3 separate regions of the Rattus norvegicus genome follow, and regions 2 and 3 are each linked to region 1. Evidence: chromatin contacts called from public Hi-C data. All regions are on one chromosome and are shown on one strand. The core of a region is the stretch at or near the end of the contact, and the rest is flanking DNA. Distances in the headings are between cores, read along the strand shown.

Region 1 (4,190 bases), core at 1,186-3,685:
TCTATCGTGTTCTAAGGTGTCTCCTAGAGTCCAAACACTCAGACTCCTTCATAGAACAAGGCCCACTGCACATGCTGCTGATGACAGTGGCCTAAGCAGAAATCTTGTCATCAGACAGAAAAAGTAAACACCCAAAACACAGTCACCTATGGCTGCAGGGAAATCCAGGACACTTGTTTTTCTTTTCTGAGCCAGGGCCCTGGCTGGCTTGGAATTTGATATGTAGAACAGGTTGGCCCCAAACTCAATAGGGCTCTGACTGCCTCTGCCTCAGTTAAAGGTGTGGACCGCAAGCTGATTTAACAAAAAGAAAAAAATGTGTTGCTATTATATTTATTATGTGCTTGTTTGTCTGTCTGTCCATGTGTGCCTTTGTATGTGTATATCTGTGTAAGTGTATGCCACGTGAGTTTGGGTACCTATGAAAGCCAAAACCACTGGATACTTTGGAGCTGGAATTGCAGGCAGTTGTGCTCTGTCTAAGTGTGGGTGCTAGGAACTAAACTTGAGTCCTCTACAAGAATAGCAAGCACTCTCAGCCACTGAGACTTCTCTCCAGCCCCTGTTTTTCTTTCTGATGCATTTGTTTACTCCGAGATTGAGTCTGGCAATAAATTTGCAATCTTCTAACCTCAGTCTCCCAGGTGCTGAGTCCTGGGATTGCAGTGCGCTCTTCTGCACAGATCCAAAGCAGGCCCAGGTGAGTTACAGGGTAGGGTGGGTAAGCGGTGCATTTCAGGAACTGGGAATCACTTGGACAGAGGGGTGGAAGTGGGAGTATGAGCGTTGTGCAGAGGAAAGGCAAAGAGAAGTCTAATGAATCCTCGACATGAACCTGAAGAGGCAGCCAGGAGGTATGGGATCTCCTGGAGCTGGAGTTACAGGCGGCTCTGACCCACTGTGGATGCTGGGAATTAAACCCAGGTAGGTCCTCCACAAAAGCAGCCAGTGTTTAACTACCGACCCCCCCAACCCCTGGCCCCAGCAGTGACCTCTTAATTTTATTTTTTATTCTGTCATGCTTTTAAAAAAGCTAAGAATCTGGGCTGGGGAGTTGGCTCAGTGGTGGAGAGCATTTGTTATTCTTGTAGAGGACCTAACTTTGATTCCCAGGTAACAACCAGCTAATTGTAACTCTTCTGACCTCTGAAGGCACTAGGCACACACATGGTGCATGGACCTATGTTCAGGCAAAACACCCATACACATGTGAAGCCTGCCTACAGTATGAATTATCTCCACCCCTGGGAGTGACAATCAGCCTTTCAGCAAGAGTTTTGCTGTACAGATACTTTCATGTAAGGAACTAGGACTAGGTCCCTCAGGGAAGAGGGAAGCCAAGCTTAGGGATATTGTGGAGTTATGACTAGCAGCTATACGGCTGTCCTTCCTACTAGAGCACCTTTCTTCAAAACCACAATTTAAGAGACAGACATAAACCAAGCTGGGGGATGGGACCGGATGGGAATCCTTCCTGTCAACTCTAAGCACCACAAGTAAGAAATGCTTCCACGGGAATACTCCAGACTGCTCACTGCTTAGCTCCCAGCTCTTTGCACAATGTAAGCCTGTTTTCATCTTGTGGTCACGTATAAGAGATCATCCACATGTTAACTCTCACTAGATGAAAAGGCCCGCTCCCATTCCGCTCAGTTTCCACAAGATTCGGGCAAAGTCGCTCTTTTTATTTTTTTTAAATCAACCAAAAACTTGGTTCCAGGAAGAAACAAGCTAAAGAAACTGAGCACTGCCTAACTTTGGAGGTGCGACTCAAAAGCCGGAAGCCACGAGTTAAGGTAAAGATTGCCAAAAAAATGGGCATTTATCTAATTAAACTGCGCACACTGTCTTTGTTGCTCCTTGGACTTCACATTCCGCGGAGGACAAAATGTGAGGGACAGTGGGAAAAGCCAATAACCAGGCAGCACACATTCTGGTTTGGATTAGGGATCAGTAACCCCAGCCCCTAGGCAGGCGGGCTTCTGCCTGGCTGCCTGACCTTGGGCAAGTCTCCCGCTTGTTGTCTTTTGCAATTCCAGGAGGGGTGGTGCCCCTATGCCGGTGAGAGTACCGTGTGTCGCCTGACAAGCAAATGGCGGAGCCTTCCACCTGACGCATCACCCAGATCCCCACATTTACGCCCCAGCGGCCCCACTCCTCGGCCCTCGGGCCCAGTTCGTGCAGCGCCGCACAGCAAACACCGGGACACCCGCGCGTTGAGGCCAGGCACGGGGATCCGACTGTGAGGATGAGACTTCAGGGCGCACGGGCACCGATGCGGGGACCAGACCTGCTGCTAATGTCCTCGCCAGAGCTCTGGGCCAAGAGTGGGGCCGACGCGGAGGAGCAGTGCTCTCTTACCTGAACGACAGCGCCAAAGCCGGGAGGCTGCGCCGCGCCAGCCTCACGCACCGAGCCGCCATGACTACCCCCGGGGTCGCGTCACTGCACTCACACTGCGCATGCGCGAAAGCCCCTACACCGGCTTCCCCACCTACTGCTGTTGTTTAGCTAATCCGTGATCGCCGTTGTTCTGATGGACAGATAATTTCCACCAATAATTGCGAGTCATGACAGAGTACCGGTTCCCCCTTCTCTGGTGGGCGGGGACTGAGGCTTCTGGGAGTCCCGGAAGGTGAGGAGGTGAAAGGTGAAGCGGGAGGGGTGGAGGGGGTGGAGGGAAACGGAGCTTCTGTGGGCGTGGGCGCGCCCGGAGATAGCCAATGAAGAGGAAGAGCGCCGGGGCGGGGCGGGGCGGGGCGGGAGGCGGCGAGCGCTGGGCTGGGGACCGTGGAACGCATGCCAGTTGACTGGTGTTCGCTCTAGGCTCCGGCTACATTCTGCCAACGTTTTTTTTTGGGGGGGGGTGGGGGGTGGCGTCCCGGGAAGGGACGGACCCCATCTCTACTACGTCTGCCGCAAGCACGCTATGTCAGCAGGCTGCCTGTGGACCGCCCGATGAGCATGACTTAGTTTTGTGCTTTCTGCCACCTCCAGTTTGCTCAGAATGCAACATAAGAAAATGAACTAACAGCAGTGTGTGCAGGAGAGCTTCGAGGATTTGGTGCAGATGTTTGGTCAGTACTATGGGGGAGGTCGCAAAGCTGAGAGATGTCTGAGGATGCTTTCTTGTATATGCAACTGCTTCCTTCCTCTCCCCGCTCCTTCAAATTCCGAGACGGAATTCCACGCTTCGTCTGTGGACTACAGTTTGCGAGTGCCCTCAAAAGGACCAAAAAGTCTATTATTTAACTTCGCTTTTATTAAAACCATTTCCTCAACACATGCTGCTTTTTGTCGGTGGCCTGGGGAACATGTCCACCCAAAAGCACAGCACTCACCTCATGGGGAATAAGTTAATTCTGGAGCCAATAATGAGTGCAGAAACAGTTTTAGGACACCCCAAATCCTACGTTCCAATGGGAAAACAGTTTCAGGACGTTTGCATAGTAGCAGAACAAAGAAAGCCACAATTCAAGTCGAAAAATGTATTAGTGGAAATGTTCGGTAGGTGATTACAGCAAACCGGAACCTCAGCTGCAGGCCTCATTCTTCGCCCTTTGATTGGTGGGGAATAAGGGTTTTGTTACTACGCGTCACCAAGATTTTAATCTGTTTATCTTGACGTTAGGTCTGACACAGAGTGGGGCAAAGAATCTATTTAATGGACTAAAGATAGCCCAAGATAAATTGCAATTAGGCCCTGCACCTGCAACGATTCAGCCTCTCCACAGTCATAGAGGTTTTAATTCTTTATTCAGCCTTTGCTGCAGTTTCCAGGAATCCTGGTTCATTGGTGTGTTGTAGGACAAGTGGCCTGATTTGTTAATTCATTAGGGCTGGGGTCGAGTAGGGGGAGAGGGGATACCGTTAGAGCACTAACGAAATGAAAAGGCATAATTGGATTGAGTCTATGGCACTCGGTGGTGATGGAACAGACCAACTGTGAAAAGGGAAATTGAGTGTGACGGGTATCAGATGATAGTGCGGTGCCACTGGCCCTTTTGTTAGGGAATGATACGGGCCAATGGGCAGGGCTGTGAATGGGCATATTTATGGTAAATTGTCATGTTGTTTGGGAATGGCTTTAAAAGTACTCTAGTTTTGGGGTTGGGGATTTAGCTCAGTGGTAGAGCGCTTGCCTAGCAAGCGCAAGGCCCTGGGTTCGTTCCCCAGCTCTGGAAAAAAAA
Region 2 (3,981 bases), core at 118-2,617, 200 kb before region 1:
ACGTACCCAAAAAAAGTGTGCAAATTCTCCATATTTGGGGAAACGTTTCACTGGTTTGTGCAACCCTGACTTCTGAGGGCCTGAAGATCCTGACACCATTTGTCCCCACCTTTGCTCCCAGATGGCTCTGGATTTTCCACTCTCTCCCATGTTATGGGAGTTCTCCTGGCTGCGCTAGCACAGGTAACCAAAAGATGTGTACTAAATACAACTGTGGTTTGTGAGTCACCTGAAATGAACCCCGAGGCAACAAAACAGGGAGCAAACTGAGGAAGGGTAAGAATTGGCTGAAGAAAAAGATCTCCAGACAACAGAGCCAAGGGCCTTGGGCTCAAATTCTGCCTCCACCCAGCAGCCATCCATTCAGCAGCCTGTTCAGAGTCTCTCTTCTTACCAGTGAAATGGGCCAATAAGGCTTTACCTTGGGTTTCTCTGAGAGAGTGAAAAGATGTTTGCACTTGGAAACAGTATGGATTCAATGAAACGACAGTTCTTTTAGGCTCCTGACCTTGGCTTGCATACAGAGTCCAGCCTACTTCAGCAGAAAAGTACTTTCAGTTCTCCCCTCCTCCCAGAAGCCTGAGCTGAGCCTGAGTTTCAGGCTCTGAATCCAAGAGCAGGGCCTGGTGCCTGGCGGTGCTCAATGAGTTTGATGAACTGTATGCAGGTCACTCCCCTTCCGGACCTGTTCTTGCCTTTGTATAGAAAGGCACATTTCAGGTTTTTCCTTCCTAGTACTTCTGACATCTACATCTGCTTTTCTAGAAGAGCCTAGGAGTCACATTTAGGGAAGGTGAGTAGGTGGGAAGAGGCTTTTGACTAAAAGGTTAGTGCACATTTTTGGCTCCCACTTCCGAATCTTCCAGAAGGTCTTTTATTTTTTGCCTACTTAATAATAACATAAAAAAGCCATGTCACTTTTTTTTTAATTGAAGTCTTTATGTTAAGCCGCCCACTCCAGCCATCCCAGGACGTGGCGAAGAGGGAAGAGGGGGCGCGGACAGGTGTAACGTGGGGGTGCATGTTGGAAGGGTTCGGCAAAGCCCGGCCCGAGTGCCCCAGCGGAGGTCACCGACCCTGGCGCCCTCTCTCAGGACCTGGTGAAGCTTCAAAGTCTCAGATCCCCAGGCCGCCCTTGCGGTGTCAGGATCTTCAGCACCCCAGAACCCAGACCTGTGTGCCTGCTACTCCCTCACCCACATCACGAGGGCGGAGCCCCGGCGCGCTGATGTAATCCCGGCGCCTGGGCGGAAGGATACGGAACCCGGCGTTGGCTGGCCGGGCGCTGAGGCCGTTGCCAGGTAACGCAGCGGAGCGGCTGCTGCGCGCCGCCTCCCGCCCTCCGCCGCCTGGCGCTGGGGCCGCCGCCGCTTTACGTAAGGCGCAGGCCAGGGCCGCCCGGCGCTCGGCAGCCGCCTGCAGCCCTCGGAGCGCAAGGAGAGGCGCCCACCCGGTAGCCTTGGCAGGTAGGCGGGGTGCCGGGAGCGGAGCCGCGGCGGGGGGCTGGCCCGAGGGATGTCCGACTCGGGGACCCCGCGGGCGGCGTGCGATGAGTGCGCACAATGGGCCGCGGCGGGCTGAGGCGGCCCGGCCTGAGGACAGCGGCCGAGCCTCGCCCGGCGCCCTCAGCTTTGTCCTTCGGCGGTCGGGGGCGGGCGCGGCTCGGTGAGTGGCGGGCACGCGGGCCTATGGCGCGGGGTCCGAGAAGGTGACGGCCGGGGGCAGAAGTGACAGGCCCTGGAATCGCCGGCCTGCGCGCGCCACCGCCCGGACCCTCGCGGCCCGGCTTCCGGCCGGTGTCCCTGGAGCTCCCGGCGTCCACCGCTTGGCCAGGGCTGAGCGCGCTGCGTAGAGGACAGGACGAGCAATGGGGAGCAGACCCCCAAACCTGGCAACCCCTCCCTTCAGTGTTTGCCCTTCTGTAGACAAACCTTAAAGGTTTAACCAAGAAAAGTGAGATGGAGATAAGCTGGGGAAGGGGACATGCGACTCTGGAATCATTTACTAAATAGGGTTCTTGGTTCTCATCTGCATCGTAGACTTTGCCTCGTTGCCCAAGTAACTGACAATGCATTTTGCATTTCTGGCTCTTGACTTGCTAAGGAAACGGTAGGAGAGGATTGCTGAGGAGCTGGGGACGAGCAGTTTGGATAACAGGTGATGCCATGGAAAAGACAGTGCAATGAAAACCCCACTCAGGATTTCTGCCAACAGTATAGGACCCGTTGCATGACACTTTGTCGGGTTTAGAGGCTTCAGATTTAAAGGAAAGGGAAAAAAAAAATCTGTCACTCTGCATTCTGAAGGTCAAATATTCGCCCGCAGATATTTTGGGCTGAACCATTCTTAACTAGGTCTCAGGATCTTTACGACAAAAACCATTCTGGAACTGTGCATTTGAAATACCCACAGAGGCTTCTTGCAGTTAATATTTATTATTGTATATTTAGTTGCTACTCTTGCCGAATGATGTACTTTTAAAATGTGTTCTCGCACAAGTTCATTCATATATCTATATAATGTACCTTTATCATACTTCCCCACTATCTTCTCTTATCCAAACATCGAATTTTAATTATGTATGTATTTATGTATGTGTTTGGGTGCATGTATATTTATGTGTGGAGGCCAGTGATCAATATCAGGTGTTTTTTTAGAATTGTTTTAAAAATATTTATTTAATGTGTATTGGTATTTTACCTGCATGTATATCTGTGTAGGGGTGTCAGATCCCCTGGAACTGGAGTTACAGACAGTTGTGAGCCACTGTGCAATTGCTGGGAATTGAACCCTGGGTCCTGTGGAAGACCGTCCAGTGCTCTTAATCACTGAGCCATCTCTCAAGCCCTAAGGTGTCATTTTTGAGATAGGCTAGACTTGGCTGGCCAAGAACTTTAGAGATATGACTGCCTCTGACTTTGAAATGCGGGGATTTGAGTCAGGGTCTCTCACTGAACTTGGAGCTCACCAATTCAGCAAGGTTTGCTGGCCAGCAAGCTTCAGGGATCCTCCCGTCTCAGCTTCCCCATCGCTGGGATTCCACAAATGTTTAATCATTTAAAAAGTAATTAGGGCTCGGGATGTAGCCCAGATGAAGCTCAGTATTAAATTCTCAAAATGTAAAATAGGGCTTCAAGTTGAGTGTAACAGATTTTTTATGAGCCTATTTTCACTAAGAAAGTGCTGCCTTGGCCAGTGAGATATCAAGAGGAGAGTTTTGTTCTTACTTAGTGTCATAGAGATACGTGTATTGTTCTTTGAACAGAAGGGTAAATATTTTTAACATGGCAACATTTAACAAGGCAAATCTGTTTAAAGGATGGTTGGTGTATTTGATATACAATTTATGAACGTTAAAAAAAGAAACTTAATGGTGTTTTCGCTTGTTCCCATTTGTTATGTAGCTTCCTCTGTGCCTGGTTTTATACCAGGGCTCTTTAAAGGCGTTGGGCTTGCTATTCCTCTTGTGTGGAAATGCACCAAGCCTGAGCTTTGCCCCTGGTTTTGCATCATTTGACTTGGAGCAGTTAATGGCCTCTGAGCTAGTTTTGTCATCTGTGAAATGGGAAGAATGGTGATAACCTGTCTTGCAGGATAGATAGGCAGAGAGGGAGGATGTGAAGTAATTTCATCCTTACTCAAGCTCTTAAAATGCTGTGTTAGTGGTGATAGTTCAAGTCCTCACATTCCCCTGCTGGTGGGAAGCAGTCAGTTGTCTTCAGGCCACTGTTGCTTTCTCTCTGCCTGGCTTCCAGGATTCTCTTTCCCAAACACATGGCAGTCTCTAGTCCTGTGGGCTTCTAAGCACCTGTGATTTGGAGCTTAGAATGCAGTTGTAATAACAGTGTTGGAGGTCCCTTGCGGTGCAGCACTGTCATCCTATACTGGCCACCTCCTTTCCACATTATCTTGCTAAGACTGATGCTACTCTGAACGTGCCAAGCAGTTTCAGACGTTCTTGATTTATACTCTTTCTTCCGA
Region 3 (4,242 bases), core at 821-3,320, 260 kb before region 1:
TGTAGCAAAGAGAAATAGGCAAGAATAAGCCAGAGAGAACCTAGAAAGCCTGTTTCTAAGGCTTTCTAGATGTTTCTAAAAGGCAAATATGCCACACAAGGACACTGGATTAGGGAAGCAGCATTTTTAAAAAACATGCTAGGGTACTCTAACTGCATTTACACTTGCATGCCAGGAGAGGGCATTGGATCCCATGGTTGCGAGCCACCATGTGGTTTCTGGGAATTGAACTCAGGATTCCAGAAGAAAGCAGCCAGTGCTCGAAACGGCCAACCTGTTTCTCCAGCCCAGGAAGTAGCTTTCTTAAGAGCAGTTAACATTTCTTTTTCTTTTTTTTTTTAAATCTTGGGCTATGAAAGGCTGACATTCACTGTCTCTGTGGCAAGAACCTCCCTGATGTGTTTCAGGTTCCCAGTGATGGGCTCCAGTCAGCTGACCCAGATGGCCTGAAGCAACTTGTAGTTTTCTCTGCTGTGTCGCTCAAAGGTGTTTTTCTTCTTCTCTAATTCCTAATTCCCAGAGGGGAAAGAGATCTTGTGAATTCTACCCTGGAAGAGGATGCGTTTAACACCTAACAACACTCCAGCTGTCCCCACCACCCGGTCTTTTGCAGGACGTGTGTGAGTGCCCACCTGGGTGTGAGTTCGTCAATAGTAAGAATTCCAAGCCTTTCTCAGCTGTTCCATACTGCGGATCTGCTTTACGCCTCCTGATAATGGGGTTCAGGCCATTTGGACAAAGTATCCACTACAAACCCCATGAAGACAAGGCCATCTCCACTTTATGCCTGTCTTCACGTGACAGTGTTGAAGAATAAGACCCTAAGTTTCCCAGAGACCTGCCAGACTGTACGGGTCTAGGAGAAGCCACCTTGGATGTTTCTAAGAATTTTAAGAATTTTATTCCTTTTTTTTTTTCCCTGATAGCATCTTGGTGTACTCCATGCTTGGGAGGGATTATCGATTATTTCTTTTGTGAGGACGCCAAGATGACCACTCAGTAGGATGACTTTTGCATTCCACTGTTCTTGCTTTTGCTTACAATTTATTTTGCTGTCATTGGTAAAGGGAAAGAAGCAGGTAGGAGGCTTACTGGGTGGTGCTGGGTACCCCGTAAGAAAGCTGTGAACTCACTGTGAACTAGGGACAGAGCAGTGTGTAGAATGGTCTTCCCACAAGGTGGCCTTCTAGAAAGAATTACATAAACTGTGATAAGTGAACACACTTGAAAGCAAGGCCATGAAGGCAATGTCTGGGCATGTCCACATTGTCTCTGTGAGAAAGACGAATAGGAGAAATGTTCTTGTTCTTTTTACAAAACCAAAGAGGATAACACCAGGTGTATTTCCTGTACTCGTATTTGCTTAAATTAATTGTAAACATCACCTCATATTTTGCTTACTTTAATAATTAAAACGGGAAGTGCTTTGTACCACTCTGGAGCGCAAACACCCGGAGTCCCCCAGTCCCTAGGCAGGTCTTTGGAATATCCTTCCATCTACGGAGGTTTAGCCTTGGCTGACTACAGGGCAGGTGGAGAAACAGGTAACCTGGCTATGAGGGAATGCATAAAGGTCTCTATGGGCATCCTTAGCTCTGCTTTAGAGTATTTCTCTTCCACTACCATTTATCAATTTACCATTGATCTACCTATCAATCAGTCATATACTGATTTGTCTGTCTGCTTGTTTGTTTCTTTAAGACAGGGTCTCACTACTCGACCTCGGCTGGGCTGAAACTGACCAGGTTGGCCTTGAACTTAAGAGATTTGTCTACCTCTGTCTTTTGAGTGTTGTGACTAAAGGCTTGTGCCACTAATAGTCTAATCTATTTATTATCTATTATCTATCTTGACGTCATCTACCCATCTTTCTATCAATCATCTAATCATCTGTCATCCTCTTTGGACTAGTAACATGTGCAAACTCTGCCAGCACACACTATGAACACAGACAGCAACCCTTTGGTCTCTTCTGGGCATGTGGATAATAGGATTGGCTGGGTGGTAAGGGGCATGACGCATTTAGGAGGCGCCGGAAGCAGGGACCGCGGAAGGTAACGCGATCGCTTAGCACCGGAAGCGGCCAGGCGGGCCATGGAGGAAGGACCCGCGATCGGAACCCTGTCTCGAGAGGTCTCGACTGAGGAGGCCGAGCCGTTGGTCGCCGCGTGGAGCGGGGACAGCGGCCACGTATCGCAGAGCCACAGCAGCGCGTCCGGACCTTGGGAAGATGACGGCACCGAGGACGCGCCAGGCCGCGACCTGCCGCTGCTGCGCCGCGCCGCCTTGGGCTACGCCTCCAGCTTGCTGCCTGCCACCGGGCCGCGGCCGGAGGTGGAGGCGCTGGACGCCAGCCTGGAGGACCTGCTCGCCAAGGTGGACGAGTTCGTGGGCATGCTGGACATGATTCGCGGAGACTCGTCTCATGTGGTGAGCGAGGGTGTGCCTCGGATCCACGCTAAAGCCGCCGAGATGAGGCGCATCTACGGCAGAATCGACAAACTAGAGGCCTTCGTGAGGATGATCGGTAGTAGCGTGGCCAGAATGGAGGAGCAAGTCACCAAGGCCGAAGCCGAACTGGGGACCTTCCCCCGAGCCTTTCGGAGGCTGCTGCATACCATCAGCGTTCCCGCTCTCTTTAAGTCGGCGCCCACCGCGCCCCAGCGCGCAGTGTACGAGCCGCCAGTCCTGTTTCGGACAGAGGATCACTTCCCTGGCAGCGGTGACAGACCGCAACTCTGAGCGTGAAGCTCTACCACAGGAGGACTCCAGTGAGACTCTTGTCCAGACTGTTAATTGGCATACATGATACCGCCTTGTGAAATGTTAAAGTTTATTTTCTGCAAGCGACTTGACATCGATGTCAAGAGTGTAGATCCTTATGTCTTCCAGTGCTGATTCAAAAGCTCTTTGGTCGGGGCCTGGGGAAGCCAATTGAATTAATTTATCTGTGCAATATGGCAGAGCTGTTATTTTATGGCCTTTATTACAGTGAACAGTGTTACCTTGTTAAGATTTATATATTTATATGATCAAAAGTGACCAAGAAATTAAAGCTGTATTCTTAAATCGTAACAGTGGTTCAGTTTTCTGTAGCATTCTGGGAAAGATGGCAGATTCAATATTATGTTCAGTTTTCCATAGCGTGGAAACGCAATCGCTTAGCACCGGAAGCGGCCAGGCGGGCCATGGAGGAAGGACCCGCGTTGTAAACCAACGGAAACAAGATAGCAAACTGGGCGTTTTGTGCAGAGAGTTCTGAAGTTGTATTTGACAGTATGACTCAGACTTAGTTTATCAAAGCAAGCATATTAATGTATGGTTGTCAGTGGTCTATAACACATTCATTAAAATGTTAAATTTCTTTGGCAGATATTTCCTTCTGGAAATTATTTACCGTAGTTTGTTTAGAAATGAACTTGTCATTCATGGTTTTAATAGTCGAGTAAGAAAAGGCAACTTCCTTCTTCTGAAGGTTTGGGTGAAAAGCCAACCTCGATGCTGTTTTCACAGTTCTGCGATTCTTCCCCGCTGAGTCTTTTGGAGCAGTAGGAGGGTTTTGTTCTTTAACTTCCGGGCACACAGAATGTTTGAACAACAAACTCCTATTCCCTAAGTTCGTTCTCCCAGGTAGTAGCCCCAAGTAAGGTACTCAGCTAAGTCTGTTGCTGTCTGTCAGGGTAAAATCAGTAATGGAGCCAGGTGTGGTAGCACACATTTGCAATCCTAGCATTCAGTCAGAGGCAGGCTATAGAGTGTGTTCCAGGTCAGCTTGGGGAGCTAGCTAAGAAGACCATATATTAGGAAGTAAATGACTTAGCCAGGTATCATGGTACATGCCTTTAATCCCAATACTCAGGCAAAGGCAGGTGGATCTCTTAGTTTGAGGCCAACCTGGTCTACATATTCCAGGACAGCCAGGGTTGCAACCCTCAGATAGATAGATAGATAGATAGATAGACAGACAGACAGATAAAGGTGGTAATATAATCTCTTTGGCTTTTTGTGGACTTTCTGTGTTTGTATGGTGGCATTTTTTCATTTGGTTTGTAGTTCAAGAAACAGCTAAGTTTAAAAGCTGAAGGGACAAGTGACCCACATTTACTGTTCAGAATATAGTGGGTGCTATTAGAAATTATTAATATGGGGCTGGGGATTTAGCTCAGTGGTAGAGCGCTTACTGAGGAAGCGCAAGGCCCTGGGTTTGGTCCCCAGCTCCGAAAAAAAGAACCAAAAAAAAAA

The links. A called contact is a pair of places that touch in the nucleus more often than the background predicts.
Region 2: a contact with region 1 is called in a Hi-C map of Schwann cells, with 2.4 times the contacts expected there. The contact joins the promoter of Kiaa0232 here to the promoter of Grpel1 in region 1. A contact is called at or near these places in 2 of 12 Hi-C or Micro-C datasets (Schwann cells and frontal cortex).
Region 3: a Hi-C map of the A7r5 cell line shows a contact between it and region 1, with 11 times the contacts expected there. The contact joins the promoter of Bloc1s4 here to the promoter of Grpel1 in region 1. A contact is called at or near these places in 11 of 12 Hi-C or Micro-C datasets (the A7r5 cell line, Schwann cells, frontal cortex and 6 more) and 1 of 1 datasets of contacts at active chromatin or transcription factors (oligodendrocytes).

What each region holds. Positions count from the first base shown.
Region 1 is chr14:78,520,433-78,524,622 of GRCr8, forward strand. It overlaps Grpel1 (GrpE-like 1, mitochondrial), which reads right to left and starts at 2,436. Exons shown (of 4, transcript NM_024487.4): 1 at 2,362-2,436. The coding sequence starts at 2,423. It also overlaps a transcript of Tada2b not described here.
Region 2 is chr14:78,317,818-78,321,798 of GRCr8, forward strand. It overlaps Kiaa0232 (KIAA0232 homolog), which reads left to right and starts at 1,368. Exons shown (of 9, transcript NM_001109388.1): 1 at 1,368-1,466.
Region 3 is chr14:78,265,665-78,269,906 of GRCr8, forward strand. Bloc1s4 (biogenesis of lysosomal organelles complex 1 subunit 4) reads left to right here and starts at 2,071. Exons shown (of 1, transcript NM_001100766.1): 1 at 2,071-3,371. The coding sequence starts at 2,095. The coding sequence ends at 2,742.